2 separate regions of the Hordeum vulgare genome follow, and region 2 is linked to region 1. Evidence: chromatin contacts called from public Hi-C data. All regions are on one chromosome and are shown on one strand. Each heading gives the region's core, a stretch centred on a gene start, on an enhancer-like site or on the middle of the called end of the contact. The rest is flanking DNA. Distances are from core to core; before and after follow the strand shown.

The links. A called contact is a pair of places that touch in the nucleus more often than the background predicts.
Region 2: a Hi-C map of seedling shows a contact between it and region 1, with 4 times the contacts expected there. The contact joins the promoter of LOC123412801 here to the enhancer-like site in region 1. A contact is called at or near these places in 2 of 6 Hi-C or Micro-C datasets (leaf and seedling).

The regions. Positions count from the first base shown.
Region 1 is chr7H:128,295,607-128,301,679 of MorexV3_pseudomolecules_assembly, forward strand. No RefSeq gene overlaps it. Among protein-coding and RNA genes, the nearest start is that of LOC123408237, 160 kb to the left of the region's middle. Within about 2 kb of position 3,540, at least 3 of the 3 cell types and tissues checked have open chromatin away from gene starts, as enhancers often do. A contact at or near this core is called in leaf and seedling, where this site is marked.
Region 2 is chr7H:128,727,554-128,733,626 of MorexV3_pseudomolecules_assembly, forward strand. It overlaps LOC123412801 (UDP-glycosyltransferase CGT-like), which reads left to right and starts at 3,505. Exons shown (of 1, transcript XM_045105744.1): 1 at 3,505-5,110. The coding sequence starts at 3,587. The coding sequence ends at 5,005.

The DNA of each region.
Region 1 (6,073 bases), core at 2,290-4,789:
CAATGAAGATGAAGATGGATGTGATCTTGGTGAATGATGATTGATGGCGGTGGCTAGGGTTGAGGAGGTGTATATAAGGAGCTTCTCTAGCATCCTCTCTTGATGGGCTTCATCCAAGGGCTCACAATGAGCCAAATCCGCTCCCAATCTTTTCTTTACCAGCCAAGGATCTCGTGGTATCGAACAGGGATGCAATCGGTGTTCTAGGTTGTTCGAAGGTTTGTGTAGTTGAGTAAAGGATAACAACATGTAAGTTATCTACAAATGGACATGGTGTATGTACAGAATCATGGGCGGTCAGAAGGACCTTGGCAAATATTGGGGATTGTCTTGTGAAAAGAGATCGAAAGCAGTATGTGTTTTGGGAGAGACCGGGTGAGTAGAAAATTGGGTGTCGATACGCAGGATGGGCTAGGGCACGAGGCGACACAGTCCAGGAGTGAGTGCATATTGGGGCCGAGCTAGGCTGTGTTCATACACCCCGGTCGTCTAGTAGGTGTGGGTTGCATGCACGCACTTGCAGAGTGCGAGCTAGCCTAGATGTGTCCATTGGTACATGCAATTTGTGGGCTAGATCTTTTTGAGGGGCCATTCGTGGGCTAGATGAGTTGGCTCGTTGGTGGCACAATGCATACGGGGTTGGAACAACTCGAGAGCTATTTCTTGCTTATAGCGAGTCATATATTAATCCCGCATGAAGGAGTTTTGCTAAAAGCCAATCCACTTGTATGTTTTTCCTTTGGTTTCCTTTAAGTTTTTCTTATGGTTTTTTGTTTTGATTTTCAGTATTTTCTTTGGTTTTTCTGCATTTCTCCACTTGTTTTCTTCTTCTTTTCTAAATTTTCCTTTCAATTATTTTTTTGGCTTCAGTTCGTTTCTTCGATTTTTCTTAGGGTTTATGTGTTCCTTAACAAGATTTTTCTCATTTTTTTTCTTTTCTTTCTTCCAGATTTTATTTTTGGATTTTAGTTTCTTTCTATGGGTTGCTACATTCTTCTTCATTTTTTGTCTCTTTTTTCATTTTTCAGCATACTATTGTTTTAGTACAAAATGTACATTTTTTCATATACTTCTGGAACACTTTATTAGTACACACTGAACATTTTGATTTATGTTTTTTTGAATACATTTTTTGAACATTTTTTAACACATGCTTAAAATGAAATAGACGTTGAACATTACTTTGAATCGCACGTCACAATGTTTTGAATTACATGAAATTTTTCTCCAATAAATTCCAGAAACCTGCTTTTTAAACACATGGACATTTTTAAAATTTAGTCACATTTTTCCAATGACTTTACATTAAAAAAATATATAACACTTTTTTGCACTGTATGTTATTTTAAAACAATTCCAGAGGCATTTTTTAAAACGCTACACACATAATTTGAAGGGGAAAAATATTATTTTGATTTACGTGGATTTTCTTGGTTTGTTGTGAAAACATTTTCTTAAGAAACATTTGTTGAAATACATGAACATATATTAAATGTCAATTGTTTTTAACGTAATCTATTTTTTTCAAGTTAAAATATTTTTTCCCATTACATAAACAGTTTTAGAACGTTCAATGAAAGTTTTTTCAAATTTAAGAATTGTTTTAAATTTTAGTAATCAAAATAAAAGTATCAAATAAAAATAATAAAATTGTGGGCGCGAGAGCAGGACTCCTCCGCTGGACCTGCCTATACAGCGAGATTTGCTCCTCCGCTGGACCTGTGCATTTATGGTGGCTCCTGTGGCGGGCGTTAAACAACTAAACAATTAGTACTCCTTGGTGGCTGTGAGCGCATCACTGGGCGCACTCTGAGCCGCCGTCGCCATTCGACGCGTGCTGATGCCTTTTTTAAATTTTATTTTGAAATCTTTTGTACGCTTCTACAATACTTAGATGGATTTCCCCCTTCTTTCGGTTTATCCTGGTTTTCTTAGGTTTTGGACAGAAAATAAATTTTGTCAAAAACCGTATTTTATTTCCTCTCAGAGATATACATTTACTTCTTGTGAATGCATAAATTTGTTCTCGTCAATTGTACCTCTAGGAAAAAAAATACAGGTGTGCCTCTCTGAAATACTAAAAAACACATTATTTTGCTATCGCGAAATGCATAAATTTACTTCTCGCGGAAGCATAAAATTGCTCTCGTGAGAGGCACACATGTCCCTCTAGGAAAATTGAAAATAAAAACATATTATTTCCTACCGCGAGCGGCATAGACTTTCTTTTCATGAAGGCATGGATTTGTTTTCGCGAGGGGCAAAATTGTGCCTCTCGGAGAATGGATAATTATTTTTTTCTCGTGGGAGTCATAAATTTACTTTTCATCCTGCACGGATTTACTTCCGTAAGGCACATGCCTGTACCTCTTCGAAAAGAACAAAAAGGCGTTATTTTTTCACGACAGGAATAGTTGTGCCTTTTCGGAAAGGAAAAAAATTAAAAAAATGTGTTTCATGGAAAACAATTCATAGAAAATTATCATCCTGAGATCTAGTTTTGAAGACGTCAACACGAGGAATTTAAGGTGAAAACGGTTCAAGATTTAGACGCACGGTTTAAGAGATAAAATGTTTTGATAAACAAATCTATGAAAAATAGATAACTTCTAGGTTATGACAACTGACGCACATGTAATATACTAATTTTGACAACCTAAGGAAATAATAGCGACCTTTGCAAAGAGTATGTCTTAATTAACGATTTTAGTAAATTCATGACCATATTCAAATTCATCTCGAGAGCTGCTCCTAAAAGCCTGTTGCGCTGTCTTGTGACCGCTAGGGATATGTCTCGCCCGTACCAATTGCAAGGCATTTTCTATTTAGCGCTGCATGCGCCAATGAACGTGCATTTTGTTAACTGGCGCCTGCAGCATTCTTAAATGTGCCGGCCCATCTAGTCGTCGGATGATGACTTTTTCTGAAAAACTCTATGAATTATTGAATATCGATGAATTTGTTTAAATTTCAATGAATTTTTTAAGAACTTGATGAAGTTTTCTCGGGAAATCGATCAACCTTTTACAAAATATTAAAGTTTTATGAAATTTTCTGAAATGGATGAACATCTATTTAAAATAGACGACTTTGTTTCAGAATTAATGAAAATTTTAAGGTTTTAAACTTTTTTTTCAGTTCAATGAACTTCTTGAAAGAATACATGAACTTTTTTTCAATATCTGTGATTTGTTTTTCAAATTTAGTAAGTTTTTTTACAAATTTATTGTGATTTTTCCATATTTCTGAAGTTTTGTTTCAATTTCAATTAAATTTTAAAAAAATTGATGAAACTTTTTAAAATATATGAATACTTTTTAAAATGGATGAAACTTTTTCTTCAAGTCTGTAAAATATTTTTAGTTTAATATTTTCAGTTTCATAATAAATACAAAATTTGGACGATTTTTCTTTCTGGATTAACGTAAAACAAAATAATAGAATAAAAAAACTGGACTGATTGCGTGCGTCTTAGTGGGCCAGACCGTTGCAGTGAAATTGTAGGCGCTGGATCCTGGGATCTCCAAGAAAACTCTATTTGACGCACTATGCGGCAAATACGCGGGGAACGCACACAAGCTGCCTGCCAGCGACAGGTTTGGGCCGGGCCATAGCAATCCCTGTTTTCGGAACCAGTTTTTTTGCCATTTTTGGGAACTATCTAGAAGATTCCCTGAACTATTTATCATTTTTAGCTTTTTTTTTCTTAGTCTTTTTTTCCTGTTTCTGTTTAAAAATGATTTGGATTTTCAAAAAATGTTTCAGAATTTTCAAAATGTTCTAGAATTGACAAAAATGTTTCAGAATTTGAAAAAATGATCTGAAATTTGAAAAAATGTTCGGTAATTTGAAAACATATTCCGCAATGTGAAAACTGATTCTAAATTTGAATTTTTTTTGCATATTTGCAAAAAATGTTCCGAAATTTGAATTTTTTCCCGATATTCATAAAATGTTACGGAATGTCAAAAAATGTTCCGAAATTTGGAAAAATGTTCCGAATTTGGGAAAATGTTCCGGAATTTGAAAAGGTGTTCCTTAATTTGAAAAAAATGTTCTGCAATTTGAAAAATGTTGCTGAATTTGAAAATTCCAGAACATTTTTTCAAATTCCGCAACACCTTTTCGAATTCCGCAACACCTTTCCAAATTCGGAACATTTTTTCAAATTTCAGAATATTGTTTCAATTTCCGGAACATTTTATGAATATCCGGAACGTTTTTCAAATTCTGGAACATTTTATAAATTTCGGCACATTTTTTCAAATTACCGAACAATTTTTGAGAATCTGAATCAAAATTTCAATTTAGGAACATTTTTCAGATTGCGGAATATTTTTCAAAATACGGAACATTTTTTCAAATTTCAGAACTATTTTTTTCAATTTTAAATATTTCTTTAAATTCCGAAACATTTTTAAACAGAAACAGAAAAAAAAGAATAAAAAAAAGTTAAAAATGAAAACCAGTTCAGGGAATCTTGTAGATAGTTCCCAAAACCGAAGAAAATTTGCTAAAATCCTAGGTTCCGAAAACTGGTATTGCTAATGGGCTGGCCCAAACCTGTCGCTGGCTGACAGCTTCTGTGCGTTTGTCCGCCTATTTGACCCAAAGAGCGTCAAATAGAGTGTTTCCTGGATCGTTACCGGACAACTGGACCGCTGACTAGGAGCTACCCAATTGCAAATACGAATCGCCTAGTGGGAAACAGAGGGCCGGGCCCAATCAGCTCGACTTCTTTTTCTATTTATTTTCCCTTTTTTTCCACTGTTAGAAGTCTAGTTTTCCACAGGTTTTCTATGGATTTCTTCTGTTTTTTATAGTTCTCTGTTTCCGCTGTTCTTTTTATCATCAGATATTGTGGTCTTTTCTTCGGTTTTGTTCTTTTTTTGTCTTAGTTTTCGATCTCACTTTCTTGGTTTTCTGTTTATTTCTTCAGTTTTCACTGATTTTCTCTCGGTTTTATTCCAACACATGTCTACATTTCTCATATGCATTGTACATTTTTATCATATATGTTGGAAATTGTTTTACACATGTTTAAAAGTTTTCAAATCAATGATTATCATTCTTTGAAATATATTTTTGATATCTACTTTTTTCATAAATATTGTAAACTTTTTCTATACAAATAAAACAGTTTTAATTATTTATTTCACATTTTATAAATACATTTTTTCTAAAACATGTTCTGAATGTCGAATACATGTTAAAAAATTAAATATACACTGGGACATTTTTCTAGTGATGAAACCATTTTTTCAAAAATATGCAACATTTGTCACATTGTACAAACATTTTATTTGAAAATGTCAGGAACAAAATTTCCAAACTTCTGAACATCTTTTCAATGTAATATGCATTTTCTAATGTATGATTCATTTTTTCTACAATGTATATTTTTTAATTTCATGTATATTTTTTGATTGACATTGTACATTTTTCATACACATGAGACATATGTTTATGCATTTAACATATTTCAAATGCATGGCTAACATTCATAAATTTATTTAAAGTGGTGCTTATGGTTTATATTTAGAATATTTGGAAATCTAACAAAAGTAAAAAAGAAGAAAAAGAAAAAAAAATGTGAATAAAAACAAAACAAAAAACAACAAAAATAAATACGGCATGATGATGCGACACAGTTACTCAGCCCAATATGTTCTCCGTGCTGGAAAACATGCTGGTGTGCCAAGGGAGCACTCTTGTACGTGGTCGTCTTTTTCTCCTTCCCAAAAAAATCTTCTTCATCCTCTCGCCGGCATCGCCAGCGGTCCATCCCGCCCCTGCTAGCCTTTGGGCCAAGGAGGTGCTCAGGATCTTAGACCCTCTCCAACGGGAGGGAACTCAATGTTGTTTTTAAAGCATCTCCACACGTTGTGTCCCCGAGGAGGCTTTTTTGGCCTCCTAGGGTTGCCCCGGCGCAATTTTTGCAGTGGGGGCGAAAAAAATTCCAGCCGTCCCCCACCCCAGCCGGACACATGCGGAGAGAAAGAGAGAGATGAGAGATTCCTTTATTGCATGCACATGTTGGCCCTAGTAGAAAAAGGGAGGAGAGAGGTTGGCC
Region 2 (6,073 bases), core at 2,255-4,754, 430 kb after region 1:
CTCTACTCCTTACTTTTGCATATGCATGTCTTCACTTTCTGCTGCTATACTCGTAGACTTGCGTGTGTAGGGTGTGTATGACTTGCTATAAATGCTAAAACCTGCCAACAATTAAAATTGGGAAAAGGCTAGGTTTTAATTTGTCAAGTAGTCTATTCACCCCTCCCCACTCGATACATCCCTTCGAGTGATTCCACACCCTCGTCTTATATATGCACAGGGGATATCTAGGATTACAAGTATGTCGACAACACCCAGGGATAAGGGTTTTTGGGCTTTGACCGTGTGGTGAACAATAACCCGGTGAACAGTAAATTTGAAAAAAAAATAGGAAACAAATTCAAAAAAATCTGAAAATTTATGCGATTGAATATACTCATGTGTGGAAGGTGCGTGCAAATTTGCATGCTATTTGGTCATTCCACGAGCTCGTAACAAAGGGAAAAAGTAAAATTGTACGCCTATGGATAGTAAATTCGAAAAATAGCAAGAAAATTGAAAAAAATCTGATTTTTTTGGAGTCCAAGATGCTTGGGTGCAGAAGCTGTCTCCAAAATTCTGTTGTGTTTACACATTGTAGGAGCTCGTGGAGAAAATAAAATAAAATTTGGCTCGACAAAAACTTTTATAAAATGCACTATTTTGGATATTTTGCTAGAGCTCCTTGCATGCCATTTTATCACAAGAATTTGCACGCACCTTGCGCACCCAAGCATCTTGGACACTAAAAAATTTCAGATTTTTTCGAATTTGTTTGCTATTTTTCAAATTTATTGTTCATAGACGTCAATTTTGAAAACAATTCTTCAGTACGAGCTACTGGGATGTCTAAATAGCACAAAAATTTGCACACATCTAGCGCACCGAGTGCCTTTGATCCCTCAAAATTTCAGATTTTTTTTTAATTATTTTGCTATATTATTAAAATTTACTGTTCACCGAGACGGTCAGAGCTCGTTAACCGGACGGTAACGGCACAGAAGTGCCTTTCTATAAGGGGACTTGCCAGCAGAGAGGCAAATTTGAGCATAGGTGAAAATTAGGGGCAAATCTAAGTAGGTGGTTCGAGTTAGGGACGAAAATGCAAATGGCCCTAGGGATAAACATGCCGATCATTCAAATATGTCTTAGAGTATGCGCCAAGTCTTTGGAGGGACCCGTCTTGGGCATGCCGGGTTCCATGATTACAACACTTTCTTCAATCATTTGTGGGTCCTTGCTCTCGCCCATGAGTAGAGTATGCGCCATTTCGTGAGTACCCCCTAATACACGACATCGTCACTATCTATGTTATTATCTTGCCAAGGTCAAAAGAAGTGTTTTTTTGCACGTTTGAAAGTTTTTGATTTAGTATACAAAGGATAATGTTTCAATTTGCTTATTTCTTCTAGGTTTTATATAGAGCATCCAAAAAATTATTCGATGATGATGCATAATTCAAGGATAGATCTCAACAAGCTGTAGTTCGACTACAAGTAAATTCATCTCCTCATTTGTAGAGCCTGAGAAGATCATGGTCTTCTCTTCTAAGAAATATATACTCGAGGGATGGGACAAGAAGTATCATGTCGCTTCGAAAAATATATGATAAATCAACGGGAATGAATTTTACCATGGCTACAAGCTCTTGGATCTACACCTTGATGAAAAGGTTGTCTTACTTTCTACTGGGATCTCACTTGAAATTCTAAAAAGATATTGAGCAAAGTATCAACATAATGTAGCAACAATATGAAACTTTTAGGTCAACTGGACATTAGATGAAGATGCACACTTTTAGGTCAAACTGAAACCATTTGTATATTCTTTTGTTTAGTTACTTGCGATTGAATGCTTATATCATGGTGTGTGTCTCTTCCTTGGAAGCACACAAAAGGTTATGTTGGTTTATTACTTTGAAACAGTAAGAAACATAGCTAATTACTCACCTTTCATGGGTAGATCTTTATAGTCCTTATATTCCACAAGTTCTAGAGCTATCGAGTAAGCATCGGTTGGTTGAGGAAATTGAGGGTGCTCTTGAAATTTTCATTGCAGGTCATCAAATAGCTTTGACAATGGGTAAAAGAAATAGTGGCTTTAACTATGCCTCAACATATTTTGAAGCCATTTGGTTAGTTACTAAATAATTATCGACCTGCTGTTTTCTATGTGTCATTCTTTCTTTGTGTCCATTTAGTTGTTTTATCTAGAATCAAAGTGGATTTGAAGCAGGGTGACGATGTAGCAGAACGATGACGCAATGACCAAAGAGCTGAAGTGGAACCGCTCATGGAAGAGGTGATGGGATGATAACGATGCAACCTCGTCATGTGATTGTTCTATGTATATTCGAGGTTCATCAGAAATAATATCTTAGTGAGATAAAATGATGGAGTCACATCTTAGGTGAAGATGGACGAAGGAGAGCTCATGCGAAGGATGGAGACAAAACAAAGCATTATTCTAATCAATTTGTGAATAAACATGTGGTGGAAAGAACGTTTCATGGCATATGACCATTTTTCTTATTATTTATACTAATGAGAGGTGCCTTATATCTGAAAATTTATTGATTGTGTTCCACTTTGCATGATGACATAGTAGAGTGAGGCATCAAAACAACGACATAGAAGCCACATGCAGAGTGGAGCCTAATAGATTGAGAGGATGTATGGTGTATGGACAACAAGGTGATGAAGACGCTAAAGGGGTGCAGTATTTGTTGGAATAGAGAGAACAAGCTGATTCTATTTGTGTCGTGGTTGAACATTACATGCAATGTTTCCGTTCGTGGGAAGGAAAATGAGTATTGCTTACAAATGCATTTGTTGATTTGTAGCAACGCACAGCCAGTCAAGTAATGTGTATGATGATGATAAGCTTGCCACATTTGAAAAAGATGAGCAAAACATAACTTTACACAAACCAGAATTGTAAGATGCATCTAATCACCCCCAATGCACATACAAGTGTCCAAACATCACACACCAAACTGGTCATTGATGCACTCGAGAAGATCAAACGAGTTGCGTAACATGGTTTTTTTTTTTTGAAATAATGCATAACATGGTTTTTACCTTGATATGTACTGTACTCATCATGTGTCATTAATTTATTATCTGACATACATTTCAAAGTTTGAGTTCAAATTCTTTAACACACATGTCGTGTGAGCATCCTATTTATTTCCTGAATTTTTCAAACGACTTCAAATTTGCAACATGAGCTTGGTGCATCGGGTGCACCACAAGCGCCGGTGGACCAGGTATTCTCTCAACAAACACGTCTTGGTGATTTGTTGTGTTCTTGTGGATATCTTTTTCGTTTTCGCAATAAAGTTCACACTTCACACCCGATGTGCAGGCATATCTGTCCGGGCGTTACACCTACTGCGCCGCTGACTGGCTAATCGTTTGTGATCTGGTTGTTGAGTCGTGTGGTACAGAGCACTGCTACGTCTCTCCCAAAAACAACGAGACCGTCTCCTCCCCTGGTATTAAGACACCTGTACTGAGCAGAACCTACACCCTGCACCAGCCAGCCAAAAAGAGGAGAGCATCCTCCTCGCAGCAAGAGAAAGAAGAAAACCACGGTCTCGGCGGCAATGCCGACCTCCGGCGACGCCTCGGGCGCCCTGCCCCACGTCGTGCTCCTCCCGAGCGCCGGGATGGGCCACCTCGTCCCGTTCAGCCGCCTAGCGGTGTCTCTCACCTCCTCCGGCCACGGCTGCGGCGTCTCGGTCGCGACCGTGCTCCCCACCGTGTCGTCCGCCGAGTCCGCCCACCTCGAGGCCCTGTTCGGCGCGTGCCCGGCCGTGCGCCGCCTCGACTTCCACCTCGCGCAGTTCGACGCCTCCGAGTTCCCCGGCGCCGACCCCTTCTTCCTCCGCTTCGAGGCCATGCGCCGCTCCGCGCCACTCCTCGGCCCGCTCCTCGCCGGCGCCAGCGCGTCGGCGCTCGTGACGGACATCGCGCTGGCCTCCGTGGTCATACCCGTCGCCAAGGAACTCCGCCTCCCCTGCTACGTACTGTTCACCGCCTCCGCCGCGATGCTCTCCCTGTGCGTCCATTTCCCCGCCTACCTCGACGCGAATGCCGGCGGCCCCGTCGGCGACGTCGACGTCCCCGGCGTGTACCGCATCCCCAAGGCTTCCATCCCGCAGGCGCTGCACCACCCCGAGCACCTCTTCACCCGGCAGTTCGTCGCCAACGGCCGCGAGCTCGCGAAAGCCGACGGCCTCCTGGTCAATTCCTTCGACGCGTTCGAGCCAGAAGCCATATCTGCACTCCGGGATGGCTCCGTCGCTATCGGGTTCCCACCAGTTTTCTCGGTTGGGCCACTCGCTCCGGTGAGTTTTTCTGCAGGTGAACCGGCGGAAAACCAACCTGATTACATCCGGTGGCTCGAGGCGCAGCCGGCGAGGTCGGTGGTGTACGTCAGCTTCGGCAGCCGCAAGGCAATATCCAAGGACCAGCTCAGGGAGCTCGCCGTCGGGCTCGAGGCCAGCGGCCACCGGTTCCTGTGGGTGGTGAAAAGCACCATCGTCGACAGAGACGACGAGGCCGAGCTCAGCGAGCTGCTCGGCGAAGGGTTCTTGGAGCGTGTGCAGGGGCGAGGCATGGTGACCAAGGGTTGGGTGGAGCAAGAAGAGGTCCTGAAGCAGGAATCTATCGGTCTTTTCATCAGCCACTGCGGCTGGAACTCGGTGACGGAGGCGGCGGCGAACGGATTGCCAATTCTGGCGTGGCCGAGGTTCGGGGACCAGCGGGTGAACGCCGGCGTGGTGGCGCGCAGCGGGCTCGGTGTCTGGGAGGAGCGGTGGAGCTGGGAGGGGGAGGAAGGGGTGGTGAGCGGGGATAATATCGCGGAGAAGGTGAAGGCGGTAATGGCGGACGAGACGGTGAGGAAGAAGGCGGTATGCGTCCAGGATGCGGCGGCGAAGGCAGTCGCCGATGGCGGCACGAGCTACAGCAGCGTGGCGCAATTCGTGCAACAGTGCCGGGATCTAAGCGTCAGCAAGTAATACCACGTGCCTACACTAGATTCGTAACAGAGAATAAATATCAATATTGTTCTACTACCTCACAAGTACTGTAATTTTTAAGAAAAATAATCCGCATCAGCAAAATAATAATTGCGTGGACGCTCGGAACCAGCGTTTTCATAATAATTTGCTAAAAATATCCTCAGGAGACCAACCCCTGCTGGAAATCAAGCAAAGGCATTTGGAGCCAAAAAGGAACAGATCTTGCATGCCCCTGTTCCTGCTGACCCTCCTGCTCCTGCAGTGCAGGCCCTTGACCCCAGCTACAAATACACAGTATGCTTTAATTTAAGTTGGTCTGGTCATTATGTTGAAAATTGCATGGCCCTGTTTGGATTCATGGGCTAGAGTTAGTTTGAGCTAGTTTGGGTTCAACTAGCCCTAAAGTATCCAAACATAAGGATTAGATTGAAGCTAGTTGCATCTAACCCACCCAAAAAAAACTATCCCATCCAAGAGATGCTAATTGGAGCTAGTTCTCATGGGGTTCGTTAAAAAATATTTTTCTCTCTCTCTCCCACTAGCCAAGAGATGCTAATTGGAGCTAGTTTTCATGGGGCCCATTAAAAATCACTTTTCTCTTTCCATAAAGTGCATCTATTGTCAATCTAACCCTTCCATTCAAACACCTATTTGGCTAGAGTTAGTTTAGGGTTAGTCATGAGCTAAAAACTAACTCTAACCACTAGCTAAGCTAGAGTATCCAAACAGGGCCATTGAGGCAAAAATGTGTTTCATGTGCGTTGGGAACCACAATGCGAACAACTGTGCAGCTTGGGCTAAACCACAACCTACTGCTACTTATTTCGGTAGTGCAACTGCTGGGTTAGGTTTTTACCATATAGATATTCTTGTGGCTGCTGAATCAAGCTCGTTGAATTATAAGAATTGTGCCATCCTTAAGGTGATTAAAGGTGAAGTTTCTGCTTCAGAGTTACTAACTCAGCTGAATGGGATTTTCTGTAAGAACAAGGATTGGTCGTGGCAGATCAGAGAGTTGGAGGAGAAGAAGTTTTTGTTAAGGTTTTCACCTTGGAAGAATGTAGA